Regions from separate parts of the Zea mays genome. Here region 2 is linked to region 1. The links are chromatin contacts, called in public Hi-C maps. All regions are on one chromosome and are shown on one strand. Each heading gives the region's core, a stretch centred on a gene start, on an enhancer-like site or on the middle of the called end of the contact. The rest is flanking DNA. Distances are from core to core; before and after follow the strand shown. Region 1 overlaps LOC103626142 (KH domain-containing protein HEN4). Region 2 holds the start of LOC100283351 (succinate dehydrogenase subunit 3).

Region 1 (2,661 bases), core at 43-2,542:
CGGGTTGCGTCAATGGCGGCAGTGGCTGTGCGCCACTGTCTCTGGCCATTCTGGGATGTGGCGGCCTACAGAGGTTGGAGCTAGGGGCATGCTGCGTGCGAGTGGCAGTTGAGAAGGTGATGCTCTCAACGCGGTTTCAGTGGCAGCACGTGTGGCGCACACGGCAAGGTGTTCCTGGTTCCGTGTGCCTAGCCGGAGGGGATGTCAGCCGACGTAGCTCTGCGGCTGCTGCGGTAGCCAGCACGTCGGTGCCCTCTGGAGGGGTTTACGCGGAAGCCAAGGCGATGGTGACAGTGGTGGCTGCAAGCTTTGACCTGGGGTCCTGGCCTTTCGAGTGATGGAGGGCATCTTGGGCGAAAGTCTCGGCGACGGTGACACCCGAGGGCACCACTTCCCCCTGTTGAGGATGTCGCATTGTTGCGTCTTTCATGGGCGAAAGCCCAGTCCATCTTGGATATGTGACGGTGGCTTCCTGGACGTCACTCCCTTCCTGAAGGCGTCTTGCGCTCGTCTCGGCCTCAGCGTTGCCTTCGGTTGATGCTTTCGCTTCCCAGCGTCTGGATTGTGGGTGGAGGTGGGGTTTGCAACGTGAAGTCGAAGCTACCACGTTAGGGGAAGTGGCTCGGCAACGATGACATGAGGCGAACCCCCTTCCTCTGGTCTGGATTGTTTTGGAGGTCAGGCAAAAACCGAAGGTGGGTGTTGGATCATGATCGCTGGTGAAGAATCGGAGCTGCCTAGAGTGTGGGTGTCTTGAGGCCGGGCAACGATGGCGCATCACAGTCCTCCTTCTGTGTCAGGTTTAAGGTGTAGGAGTCGTCATGTTCTTTTGGCCGTGTGCGGCCTGTCTGGCGAAGTCGGAGCTGCTCGTACCTTGCGTTGAGCTCGGCAACGATGACTCTAGATGTGCTTTGTGTGTGGGGTTGCCGCTGCTTGTGTTATTTGGGCTCCCTGTGTAGGTTTCGGGCCCGATTTTTCTTAAAACTGGGTCAATTCTAATCTTCTTCTTAATGAAAAGGCAGAGCTCCTGCCATTACATAAAAAAACGACGGCTGAGTAGGAGAAATTGATGACAAGTAAGGCCATGTTCGCTTTTCACGGATTGGAGCCCTGAAATGGTTCCTAGCCAGATTATTTCTCTAATTTATATAAATTTTGATGAGCTGAAATGAATCCGAGTTCATTTCTGAAGATGGCCCTAAGGGTGTGGCCGAGCAGGGAGCGGGAGGGAGGGCATGGTCGAGCAGGACATGAGCTAGGGTACCACCGAAAATTAATTACTTTGGGTGGGCTAGCACACAAAGATAGCGCCGGGTTGACTTGGGTGGGCTAGCACGCGAAGATGGTTCGATGGGCTGGTTTAGACGATGGATCTCTGGTCACCCTAGATGATGAATAATGAATAGTGTCACCATATATGTATATATTTATATGTATAGCAAAAGTTGTGCACGTAAAAGAGCTAAAGTGACTTGCAATTTGGTACGGTGGGTACTTATAAAACATTTTGGTACAAAGAGTACTTATAAAAGGACAGATCAAATGTTGGTAGCTCCCATATTATCAGGATCTAAACAGACACAAACTTTAGGCCTCTTGGAACGTGGGATTTTTTTCCCCTGTTTCCCATGTTTTTTCTGAGAAAATAAACTGATTTCTATGAAATTCATGCGTTCCAAGAGGCCTTACCCATATATTTTGCAGAGATGCTGTAACTTCTAAAAATGAAACGGCATGGGTGAAGCCAGTCTCAACCAGATTGAGCTTTTTTTTTTGGCCCAACTCTGCAGATAACATAATTATCCGGCCTCTGAAATCTGACCTAAAATAGCAGCCGTTGTAACAGTAGGGTTCAAACATTCAGAAACAAATACAACTACAGAGACAGCTTGTCACTTAGTATTTCATGAGAGAATCAGCATTACTTGTCCTATGGCATAATATAAGTTATCATGCTTGCACGGTCAATTTAAACAGCTACCATTAACATCATCGATGCATCTAATCTGCAGTCTGAGATAACTCCAGCCAACCCTGCTGACTCGGTTTTCCCCTGCCACAACCAGAAGCTATCCCCATCTTGGGTAAAGTGGCATGCGAGAAGAATGGGATTGCTGCTGCCTGCTGTTCGCGCTGATAAAGCCCTCCAGGAGGCTCTGCGCAGCTTTTGCTTGGTCCAGTGTGCCCTGGATCTCCACCACAGACTCAGAAGAACCAGCATGAGCCTCATGTAGCCTCAGTCTTGCACCAGAAATCTGGTGTCAAGTAGAACATTAGTGAGAAAATCTATTATGTCATAAGGACACATTTCATATAGCAGTTGCCCATGGAAGAGAAAAACTAATCATAACAGGGGAATGCATTTCATATAGCAGTGTCCATGGAATAAATAACTTCTATACCTGACGTATCTCTGCTAAATTGACCCCGCCAACACCAACAATAGACTCCAAAGAACTATTTGGAATCCTTAGTTCAATAGTGCTCGAGAACCTTCTGCCAGAAAAGGTATTTTCAATGAAATCTGTATAGGTAAAATTAAAATTATGTTCAGGAAGTAAGGCCTCCAAAGTCATACCCAGAAGCACTTGGCAGTCCTCTATAGTCCTCCAGTCCATGAATTTGTCCAGCAGCCTGTGCAATGATAAAATTTAAATATAT
Region 2 (2,661 bases), core at 60-2,559, 120 kb before region 1:
TAAAGAAACATGACTAGTCCATTCAGATATGTATATCGAACTATGCATCTAAAATCAAAATGAAAATAACGTATATAAATGAACTGATTAATGCTGCGAGGCATCCCTTTAGAGTGTAGACATCTGCCTCCAGGTAAGGAAGAGTACCTTACCAACTACATGTTGTAAAATGATCTGAGATATGGCCACTATTGGCATCCCTTTGTGCTATGCTAATGATATGACGGACCAGAACACAAATAATGATATACTGCTACACATCTTAACATAAGCCCCTAAGCTTCCAGAATGAAATGTTAGTGTCATTTCCAGCCTCACATTACAGCAAATCCTGAACAACATAGCGTAGTTGCAGTAGTTGGGGTGATTACAGTGTGCTACACCTATCTCCTAATGGGTTTCAGTGTCATATTGATTGTTGTCTTGAAAATACATGAAAGAAAGCATATAACAAACCGGAGCAGTTCTTACCACGGAGGGCAAACGGAGTCTCTCTCAATGGTGCAAATTGAGTGTTGCTGTTATACTTCTCCATTGCTGCACAGCCTGCACAATAACCAATAATCATGGATTAGCATCAGCACAAAATCACGATTTCGGTAAAAAAAATTTGAATACAAATTTTGCAAAGCTCAACATAGAAAGATTAACTGATATCAATTAAATTGGAGAATATCAAAATCAATTGATTATAATGAACTTGGTGCCTTAAAGGTTTAGAACAAACCCAAGTAATGCATTTCAGCAAATTCCTAGACCCTAGTCAATCTCAACGCTAACCATTGTGACTATGCACAGAGCTAAAAAGGCTACATCTGATAGCATAGAAAACATAAATTTGGGCATTGTAACATATTGAAATTTCTAGGCACTTTACTTATAAATTGGAGGAATATAAACATAAATTCGAGCGGGGTTTACCTTGCTGCTCCGAGGAGATGGAGAAGCCTCCTTAATAGATATACAGAAGATCTGCAGGAAGCGGAAGAAGAGGTCAAGAAAGAGAGGATCTGGGCAGCCGGCAGAGGGCCAACCCTAGTTTCCATGCGCAGAAAAAAAAATTGGAGGAATATGTGTGCGCCCAGTCGTGAGTCAGGGTGCGCGCCCGATCGATCCGCGAACATATCCGTGTCTGTGCACCACGATCCGCCTAAAATCCATCGGAATCCGATCAGGAGAGGCGATCCGCATTACTCACCCAAACAAAACGAGCTCGGCACTAGGACCGATTTTCCGCCAGAGGGACGCGTACGGAGGCAGTGGTCGGTGGTGCGGTGAGTGTGGTGATGCAATTGTAGTCCAAAATGTTAAACTAAAAGAAAGCAATCATACATACTTAAAAATACTTTCAATTGGTTTAAATTCAAAGTAACTTGTACATATCTGTCAAAATTGCAAATTAGTTACATTTTTACATTTTGTATTTGCTTTTGGTTTGTGTTAGCATCAATCACAAAAATAAAAATAAGGAGATTGAAAGGTAAATGACCTTAATATTACCTATAATCGATTTTGGTGTTCGACAACCATCACAAACCTTATGGACTAACTAGTTTACCTAGTTGATCATTTCGGACAAGAGAAGTTTTTTGGAAAAACACCTATGCGCGGATCATCAGGCCATTGCAGCGGACCGTCCGCGACACCAGGGTGAGCCTCGGACAGGAACATTGCAAAAACACAAGTTAACACTACGGACCGTCCGATGGAGAAGCGAGCACCGTCCGAGACCAAGCGCAGACCGTCCGGCCTAAGGCGCGGACCGTCCAGTCGTTGTAAAACCAGAAAACCCCGAAGGTGACGGGTTCGGTAAAATTCATTTTTTTGCGTCCTCGCGGACCGTCCGGGGTGCACGGCCAGACCGTCCGCGACTGTTTTATCTGACATCTGATGACGCATTAAATGCTCTATAGTCGTTGATATAGCCGTTACTGCTGACCGCTGCGATTTCAGTCGTTGATGTGCAGGGGCGGACCGTCCGGACCAGGGGCACGAACCATCCGTGGTCGGCAGGATTGGAGCAATGGCTAGAAAGTGGTTGGGGGCTATAAATACAACCCCAACCACCTCCATCCACTACATCCAAGCATTCCACTCATACACATTCAATACAAGAGTTAGCAATTCATTCCAAGACACATTCAAAGCTTCTAATCTCTCCAAATTCCATAATTGAGACAAATGATCATTAGTGATTAGTGACTTGAGAGAGTGTGATTCGTGTTTCATTTGTTGCTCTTGTTGCTTGGCTTTCTTAATTGTGCTTTCCTCATCTCTCTCTAAACTCTATAAGTGTTTTGTAAAGCTTGCAAGAGACACCTAATTGTGTGGTGATCCTTGCGGGGTCTTGGTGACCCGTGAGATTGAGAAAAAGCACTCGACCGGTCTGAGTGACCGATTGAGAGAGGGAAAGAGTTGGAATAGACCCGACCTTTGTGGCCTCCTCAATGGGAACTAGGTTCTTTGGAACTGAACCTCAGTAAATAAATCACCGTGTTCACTTGTTGATCTTCACTTTATTTGTTCCCCCTCTTTCCTCTCTCTAAAAGTTCCCTTGCTCATATAGATTTGAGTTTGCTCCCAAACGTTATCTGCATTGATTGTGCAACTCATAGCAAGGAGAACTATCTTCTGTACTCTGATTTAATTCTAGCACTAACC

Evidence for each region. A called contact is a pair of places that touch in the nucleus more often than the background predicts.
Region 2: a Hi-C map of ear shows a contact between it and region 1, with 3 times the contacts expected there. The contact joins the promoter of LOC100283351 here to the enhancer-like site in region 1. A contact is called at or near these places in 2 of 25 Hi-C or Micro-C datasets (ear and leaf).

What each region holds. Positions count from the first base shown.
Region 1 is chr5:26,818,357-26,821,017 of Zm-B73-REFERENCE-NAM-5.0, reverse strand. It overlaps LOC103626142 (KH domain-containing protein HEN4), which reads right to left. Exons shown (of 8, transcript XM_035958980.1): 6 at 2,579-2,634; 7 at 2,403-2,496; 8 at 1,751-2,255. The coding sequence ends at 2,070. Among protein-coding and RNA genes, the nearest start is that of LOC103626142, 10 kb to the right of the region's middle. Within about 2 kb of position 1,292, at least 16 of the 20 cell types and tissues checked have an H3K27ac peak or open chromatin away from gene starts, as enhancers often do. A contact at or near this core is called in ear and leaf, where this site is marked.
Region 2 is chr5:26,933,651-26,936,311 of Zm-B73-REFERENCE-NAM-5.0, reverse strand. LOC100283351 (succinate dehydrogenase subunit 3) reads right to left here and starts at 1,309. Exons shown (of 4, transcript NM_001156252.2): 1 at 1,199-1,309; 2 at 922-972; 3 at 472-546. The coding sequence starts at 535.